3 separate regions of the Mus musculus genome follow, and all the other regions are linked to region 1. Evidence: chromatin contacts called from public Hi-C data. All regions are on one chromosome and are shown on one strand. The core of a region is the stretch at or near the end of the contact, and the rest is flanking DNA. Distances in the headings are between cores, read along the strand shown.

The links. Hi-C and Micro-C count contacts between places; a contact is called where the count stands out from the background.
Region 2: a contact with region 1 is called in a Hi-C map of cerebral cortex, with 8 times the contacts expected there. The contact joins two enhancer-like sites. A contact is called at or near these places in 5 of 484 Hi-C or Micro-C datasets (cerebellar granule neurons, cerebral cortex, embryonic stem cells and 2 more) and 3 of 115 datasets of contacts at active chromatin or transcription factors (differentiating embryonic stem cells, extraembryonic endoderm stem cells and neural progenitor cells).
Region 3: a Hi-C map of the N1E-115 cell line shows a contact between it and region 1, with 6 times the contacts expected there. The contact joins two enhancer-like sites. A contact is called at or near these places in 7 of 484 Hi-C or Micro-C datasets (the HL-1 cell line, the N1E-115 cell line, embryonic stem cells and 2 more) and 2 of 115 datasets of contacts at active chromatin or transcription factors (embryonic stem cells and large pre-B cells).

Annotation. Positions count from the first base shown.
Region 1 is chr14:64,308,729-64,311,432 of GRCm38.p6, reverse strand. The region is part of intron 2 of Msra (methionine sulfoxide reductase A); the gene reads left to right. Gm52131 (a long non-coding RNA gene) reads left to right here. Exons shown (of 2, transcript XR_003951179.1): 1 at 1-2,704. Among named protein-coding and RNA genes, the nearest start is that of Gm52131, 3.6 kb to the left of the region's middle. Within about 2 kb of position 1,347, at least 89 of the 459 cell types and tissues checked have an H3K27ac peak or open chromatin away from gene starts, as enhancers often do. A contact at or near this core is called in the N1E-115 cell line, cerebellar granule neurons and cerebral cortex, where this site is marked.
Region 2 is chr14:64,532,654-64,535,357 of GRCm38.p6, reverse strand. No RefSeq gene overlaps it. Among named protein-coding and RNA genes, the nearest start is that of Mir124a-1hg, 54 kb to the left of the region's middle. Within about 2 kb of position 1,302, at least 41 of the 459 cell types and tissues checked have an H3K27ac peak or open chromatin away from gene starts, as enhancers often do. A contact at or near this core is called in cerebellar granule neurons and cerebral cortex, where this site is marked.
Region 3 is chr14:64,500,123-64,502,826 of GRCm38.p6, reverse strand. No RefSeq gene overlaps it. Among named protein-coding and RNA genes, the nearest start is that of Msra, 60 kb to the right of the region's middle. Within about 2 kb of position 1,351, at least 34 of the 459 cell types and tissues checked have an H3K27ac peak or open chromatin away from gene starts, as enhancers often do. A contact at or near this core is called in the N1E-115 cell line, where this site is marked.

The DNA of each region.
Region 1 (2,704 bases), core at 98-2,597:
GCAGGGCTGCTATACATCTGAGTGCTCATTTGAAAAAAACAAACCACTGAACAAACAAAAGGAGACAGACCGCTTGCAGAATTCAAGTTCACAATATCTAAAGGGCAAAATTATACAGAACCCAAAATAGCATATGCCTGACATCTAAAAATTCTGTCTTTAGAAGTGCAGCTTGGCTCTCTCTGCTGCTTAAATGAAGTTCCCAATTTGGCTAAGTGTATGCAGTCATTGCACAATGGGGGTTCCAGAGCTTTCTGCTCCTTTCCTGTCACTTGTCCACCTGTCTATGGGAGAGGAGAGAACGGTTGGCGTGGGGAGGGCTCCTGTCATCTGGGTCACCTATAGCTACACGGAAAAGGCCAGATTGAGACAGCGCTTGACTTTCACCCTGCCAGCATTCAAGGGGCTGGTGGGCTAGCTAGGCAGTTGGCTCAGAGAGGTCATGTGACTTACTCAGGGTGGCCGGGCCTTTGGAGCAGGGTTTGAGCCAGAGACTACTTGGTTTGGAACTGACATCCTTTTTCTGATGTCACCTTTCTCTGCACTGCTTGAAGGAGCCTCACTAGGGCCCGATAGATTTAAAAAATGCCTTTCAGCCGGATCCACATACAAAAGCATGATTTCCAGCCAAGCCAATTTAGTAAATTGATTTGTAAACTCCTGTGTGTTCCCAGAGTGCTCTGAAGGACCCTTGAGATGCAGCTTTTGCTGGGAAAATGCAAAGACTCCTCCAGCTCTCCCCTACCCCCCTTCGATTTTAGTAGCAAATAATGCAGACAGCACTGGCTACATCTGCCTGCCTGTCAGTTACCCAGAGCAACAGTGGTACTTTTTACCTGTCCAAACTCCTCCTTCAGCCTTGGAGGTCTCAATACATTATGCCAAAACAGTGTCACCAACTGTAACTTCATCAAGTGACTGAAGAGTCCAATGTGCTGAGCGGAATGCCTGCATGGCAGCTTTATGGTTTGATCCAGTCTGCTGGTGACTGCGGAGCTGCAGTTAGCATTTAGATCGGCTTTGAGGGATCGAGGCCACACCGGTGTGAGAAAATACAGAGGTGTGTTGTGCCCAGCAATCAGAGACGGCTCCTTAAACGAAGTCCCTGGCATTCAGTCTCAGCAAGTTATTTTAAACTCAAGCTATTTTTTATTCTGCTTTTTGTTGTCTGTCAGTAACTATCTTTTCCCCAGGTCTTCTCCCGCTCCCTTCGTGGACTGGGCTGATGTTATGGGGAGGCCACAGCCTCAGGTCCCTGTTGCCCCTCAGGCTTGCTGCTAATGCTCACTCACAGGTTAGAGGCAGCTGACACTCTGCAAAAGTGAAAGCGAACATTTCGCAGTTACGCAATGCCTTTGTCTGTGCTGTCTGAGAGCGCCCTGTGGCCACCCTCCCTCTAATCTGCACAGTGTCCTGTGAAGTGGGCAGAGAAACAGAAGCATCTGGAGATGAAAGACTCAGCCAAGCTCCGAGCCTACTTTCTCCCTTCTGAGAACAACTTTGGCCAGATCTCCATGCCTGTCTCAGGAAGGTTTTTCTCCGCTCCCAATATCTTAATGAAAGTGACAGCTGGTGGCTGTGGGCCACTCTGTTCAGCAGAGCATTAGGCTATAGCCCCCAGGTCAGGGGAGTGTTGTCAGCTCAGAACAGCTACTCCTACTCTGGAAAATTCTCCACAGGCAAGAGGATCTATCAGAGGAAAAAAAAAAAAAGCTTACTAATGGAGAAGGCTGTGTGGTAAAGGAAGGACAAGAGATGCTGGTCATAACTAGAGTTGAAAGAGGAGTTATTTGACACTTTAGGGCTAGAGAGATGACTAGTGTTAAGAGCACAGTCCTCTTGCAGAGACCTGAGTTTGGTTCCCAGCACTCACGTTGGGTAGTTCACAAGCACTTGTAATTGCAGCCCAGGGAGATCTGATGCCCCCTGCTGGCTTCCTCATGTGCCTGCACTCATGCACACAGAGACTCACAAACAGGCACATATCCATACCCAGAATTTTTTTAAAGAACCTTTAAGATTTTAAAGTACAGTCTTTGAGCATCTATTTGCCACCCAAACCGTTACTTCCAAATCTGAAAGCTTGTCCTTGACAACAATGTCTAACTGCACATTGGTGTACACATGTAATGGCATGTAATATAGGGGCGTGAGATAGGAGGGTCACAAGTCCTATGCCAACCTGGGCTGTATAGTGAGAGAATGAGACTCTCATCTCAATTAAACTTTCCTTTTAAAGAAAAGGACTAGAACTTTAATGTTGATTGTTAGAAAGGGACAGCAGCTGCTGTCCCCTATTGTCTCTTAGGTTTCTAATGGCCTCATGGTAGATTTTTTGAGACAACCAGCTTCTGAGAGACCTATGATCTGTGTCAGGTTGTCTTGGGGGCCCTTCAACAAGGAGAACACATGCCAGTGTATCCTAAGACATCAGGGGACACGCTGATACCCTTGCCACCTGCTGACCTTGCCACCAGGGCCAGACCTCTGCAGGCCTTTCCCAAAGTAATATACAGAAAAACTGGTCACAGACGCATGGGGACCAGCAGCTGTCAGAGGCCTGATAATGTGCTCCACTCCTGGGGACACCTTTGTCACTTTGGAAGAATGAGTTCAGTGTCTCTATGAGGAACCCATCACGAGAACAGCACTCCCCTCCCCACCTGGAATTGTGACTTTTTTTTTCTTTAAACAGTCCTGGTTA
Region 2 (2,704 bases), core at 53-2,552, 220 kb before region 1:
GGCTGAGACTAAATATGTCTCTCCTATTGTAGGGTAGGTGTACCCTGCAAGGACTGTTCCGCAGTATCTGAAGATAGTTTTTTTTTTAATTATTTTTTTAACTATATTTTAATTATATAACACTATGTGGATACTGGCAGATGAGTGCAGGTGCCTATGGAGGCCAGAAGCATCAGATCCCCTAGAGCTGGAGTTATAAATGGTTGTGAGGTGCCTGATGTGGGTACTGGGAATGAACCTGGGTCTTCTGGAAGACCAGAAAGTGCTCTTAATTGCTGAACCATCTCTCCAGCCCCCTGGGGATAGTTTTGATTCTCACGACTTGAGGGAGATGCTACTGGCATAGATGGCAGAGGCCAGGGCTGCTGGGGAATAGCCTACAAATGTACAGAATGCTTTCACAGCAAGGAGATACCTGGCTAAAATGCCAAGAAGACCAAGAGTGAGAAGTCCTGCTGGGTGATCCAGCAACCGAGGAGTGCTGAACTGGGGGAGTGGCTCAGAATGCTTGCATAGCACAGCCTGCTCAGTCTTGGGTTTGATCCCCAACACTGCATAAGCCAGGCTTTGTAATCCCAGCACTCAGGAGGTAAAAGCAGGAGGATCATAAGTTGAAGGTCATTCTTAGCAACATAGCGAGTTTGAGAACAGCCTGGAACCCGTGTGACTTTGTCTCTAAAACAGTCAATAAAATGACTGGACAGCCAGATTGATGGTGGAGTTTCCATTTCCCTGACAATATTCTGTGAGCTGGATTCCTCCTTCCAGGGTTCTGCTAACTCACTCTAGGACTGACGGCACACACATCCTGACAGGACAGTGTTGACCCTTGGGAACACTTTGCAGATCTCAGGTCTCAGTACCCATTCTCATTAGGGCATATTTCCAAAGCCACACCACCTATCCAGGACCCAGAAGGCCCTGCTGTGGACGAGGCTGGCATTGGCAGTTGATTGTACTGTTCCCTTTCTCAGCTTCTAACCCGAGGGCTGCAGTACTCAGGCGATTCTCATCAGAATCTTCACATGCCAAGTTCCTAAGTCTGTAAAATATTGTAAGACAGACTCTGTGTGTGTGTGTGTTTTAAAAAGGGGGAGGGAAGGAGGGAGGAAGGGAGAGAGAGAGAGAGAGAGAGAGAGAGAGAGAGAGAGAGAGAGAGAGAGAGAGAGAGAGATTGTGTGTGCTGAAAACCGCATATTCAAACCATTGCCTATTTCTGCACCTCATCCTGCCAATTACAATCTGCTTGGTGGTGTGAAACAGACAGCCGGCAGGAGTGATGGAGACAGGAGGCCCGGTGAACAAGGGCTTTGTGCATTCTCAGCTTCAGAGAGAATGTTCAGCGGGGCGGACAGGCATGTAACTGGCAGGTTTAGGAATCAGTAAAAAACCAAGAGCTGGAAGTCCTAATTTATCGTCTGTTTCAATACAAGGCTAGACACAGGCTATTTAATATAATGCATTGTTTTCCAGTGGAGGAGAGTGGAAGTTATTGATGCATTACAAATGCAGGCAAATGCATCTCATAAGCCAAGGGGTAGGTAATAACAATTGCAGAAGACTAAATTTGACTTTAATCCCCTGAAGAATGGCATGCGCGCAGCTTAAAATGATAAAAGCTAGAGGGGGTGGGGAAAGAGGAGAGAGAGATGGGAGGGCAAGAAGGAGGCTGAGGGAGATGCTCAGGGGAGGGTTGGAGACAAACAGAGAGAGATGGAGAGAGAAGGGAGAGCTGATTTTTCCTCTTGGGATTGTGCACTTCTTGGTTAGGAAATAAAGTGGAAATGGAAAGAAAAAGATTAAAAAGATCTTGTTTTGGTAAGCAGCACCCTGCTTGGCAGGGTCTGTTTTTTGCAGCAGGCCTGGCGTCATGCGCAGTCAAGCGGCTTGGAGTGGTTTAAAAATCTTCCAATCCCTTAGATAATCCCAGAGGCAGAGAAAAAGAAACTCTGGGTCCATGAGTGTATAGGGCCTGGTCAGTGTCCCTCTCCCGGGGTCTCTGGGAGCCTGGCTACAGTGGATGTGGGTTAGAATTCCTCACCATGGAGAATGATATTTTCGATGTAGAGGTGCCCTGTGAACTCTGGTAGGGAGACTGAATGATGGAGATGCAAGGCTCTCTACTGCCATCTGAGACATAAAAGTGACTTTAGAGTAAATAAGCACAATAGTCTTGTCCAGGACTGTGTGGGGACATGGTCCTTTAATCTCAGCACCTAGAGCAGAGGCAGGTGGATCTCTGGAGTTGGGGGCCAGCCTGGTCTACATGGTGAATTATAGGTCATCCAGGGCTAGAGAGTGAGACCCTGTGTCAACAGAAATTCCCAAACCCATACTGAGCCCCATTATAACTGACCAGGGAGTTGAAATTCTAGGTGAAGAATCATGTGATAAGGAGCCTCTTAAGCCCTGGTAGTCTACTCCTTGGTGGAACGGGATCTAAAGTCTGCCATACTTATCGGGGATGCATTGATACTCCCATGCACCTCTTTCTTTACACTTGTACTCAGCTTAGGAGGGACTCATTGTATTCCCCTTGGAGAGAGGAGGAAACTAGGGTACAGCTGATGGCGGCGGATGGGAGCTTCAGACCTCGGTGCACAGAATCTGCTTACTGCATTTAGTCACCGAAGGTGTTTCTTCTGGGGTGAGCAGAAGTTTGTTTTCCTTTCCACTCCCATCCACTGAGCGGTCCCTGGTGATG
Region 3 (2,704 bases), core at 102-2,601, 190 kb before region 1:
GTGCCCTGAATCCAAGCCAGCTGTTATCAGCAATAAGTCTGACTGTCACTCTCCGTCTGGCTCCCGAGTCTCTCAATTGGTTCCTGACTCAGGAATGGAAGAGATGCATTATCTATTGCTCCCCTGCCAAGCCCCCCAACACCTGACATTTGTGTAATGCTTTTCAGTTTACAAAACACTTCCACATCCGATTATTTCAAGGGTTGTAAATAAGGCACAGTAGTGCGGCAGAGTATTGGAAGGGGGTGATTCATTTCAGCGTCACAAGGAGCTGCCTGTTGGTGGGGCTTGTTTAGCTCAAATATGCTGGAAGGTTTGGTCTCTGCCCTCTTAAAGCCTTATAAAAAGATCCGAACCCAAAGAGGACGTTGGTTGTCTGTTTAGGTCATAGCCTCTGCCGTAGCTACCATCCAGCATGCTTTTCTGATCCGCAGAGCCAGCATGGCTTCTGTTGTTGTTGTTTATATGCTGGTCTTCCTAACTCTTACTAGGAGACCCTGGCTTTGTCAAGCCTTGTTGGACCCCACACTGTGGCATGAGCTGTTTGTGGTCCTGTAGCCATTCCTCCTGGGTTGCGACTTCAAACTGGCTGGTACAGGTGACAGCTTTGAGTGTCAATACTGTTATTGGCCTTGCGAACCTTAGAAGCAACTGGGGGATTCTTTGCTGGGCCCCAGCAAAAGGCTCCTGACTATAGAGCTAGGCTGGGGCATAAACAGGCAGACTTTGTAGCCAGTGTTGGTTTTCCTAGGACATAAGTCCACCAAGAGGTGTGTGAAAAGGCATTTGGGGACAAATGGCTCCCACAGAAGTGGTGAATTCTAATCAACATTGTTTTTCAAAATGTCAGCTATGCGCTGAATTTCAATGCAAAGAGGGAGGGAGAAAATAGAATTGAAAGTGAAACTGAATTGACAAGCGGAAGGGAAAGAGTCAACTTAATTCCGGAGCTTGTCCTCAACAAGGGTAAAATAACAAACCAGGCTTGCGATAAAAAAGCATATCTAATATTTATAAGGAGTTCGACATCTAAGGGATGATAAATTGCACTTGAGAGGAAATGCTACATTAGACAAATTTTATCTTGACACCGAACCCTTTAAAATGCCTGTAGAACGTGTCTCGTACATCTGCTGTAGCCCACATACCAGTCTGTCCCTGGTAGTAACTGAGGGTTATTTTGCTGAGAAAAATCTGTTTGACTTTAGGAGCTGGAAGGAAGGAGAGGGGAGCTCAGAGATTGGAATCTAAATGAGTAATAGAGAGATTTCAAATGCCACCATAGCAGGGGGTGGGGGTGGGGGTGAGGGAGATGAAGTCAGCCTATGACAAGTGACACTTCTCACACCCCAGTTCCATTCTACGCAGTCTCTGAATTCTCTGGTCTGGTTTCTTGTCATCCAGATCTGTTTGGCATGGTAATAGAGAACAGGACAAAGGAATCCAGTGGAGTGTGCCTCCAGGAGTTGGGGCTTTGGGCGATCTTGATTTGCTGTGGGCCCTGAGAGGCTGTAGTTGCTGACTACACCTGAAGGAGTATTGAGGACCCTGTTCCAAACTGAGAGTGTGAGGGTCTGGGCTAGTAGGGAATCTGATGGTTAATATCCCGTCAGCTTTCCTGGGCCAGGATGAGCCAGCAAGGCATTGTTTTTGGAAGAGATTGGCTTACTGAGTGGGAAGGATCCCATACCCATAGATGTGGGCGAGCATTATCCAGCGTGCTCCCGATAATGCTTTGGTCCTGATGTAACAAAGATGCAGGGAAAGGATGGCTCTTCCAGAGCCTGGGTGTCCATTTTCTTTGGTTCCCGAACACTGGCACTTGAGTCTCTGGTCTGTGATTTACATTTATAAAAACATTTACTTATTTATTATTCTCTGTATTGTGTGGGCATGTGTGTATGTCACGGTGTGTGTTTGAAGTCAGAGGACAGCTGGCAGGAGTTGGTTCTCTCCTTCTACAAAGTGGGTTCCAGGGGTCAAATTTAGGTCACTAGGCTTGATAGCAAGTGCTTTTATCCACTGAGCCTTCTTGCCAGTCTGATTCAGATTTTGACTGTAACTTCCAGCACCACTCCTTGGATCTTTGAATTATTCTTATTTTCTTCTTCTTCTTCATCTCCTTCTCCTCTTCCTCTTCCTCCTTCTTCACATCATTATTGCCATCATTATCATCATCATCACCACCACCACCACCACCACCACCATCATCATCATCAAATTGACTTTTCGAGACAGGCTTTCATGTACCCAGGGTGGCCTTGAACTATGACTACTGATCCTCCTGCCTTCGTTTCCTCATTGCTGTGGAGAAGCAAGGTTGGTCTGTGCCACCATACCCAATGCTAGACTGGACTTATACCTCTGGCTCTGCTGGGCCAGCATCTACACAATAGATCACAGGATCGTTGGGCTTCTGTAATTCTGTGAGCCAATCCCTTATAGGAAATCTTTTTCCATGTATCTGTGTGTTTTCTTAGTTTTGCTGGTATCAGAAAGTCTGACTAACCCAGAGAGCAAGAATCCAAGTGCAGCCACATGTGGACAGTTGGTACAAGTGTGTATATATATGTAGGTGTGTCCTGGGTGTACGTATGATGTGTGCAGATGTATGTGCACACTGTGTGGCCACAACCTTCAGCTGGCACTGCTCCTTGGTTTCACGATTCCCCTCACCCATCAAAGCTTCTGAGTGGACATCTGT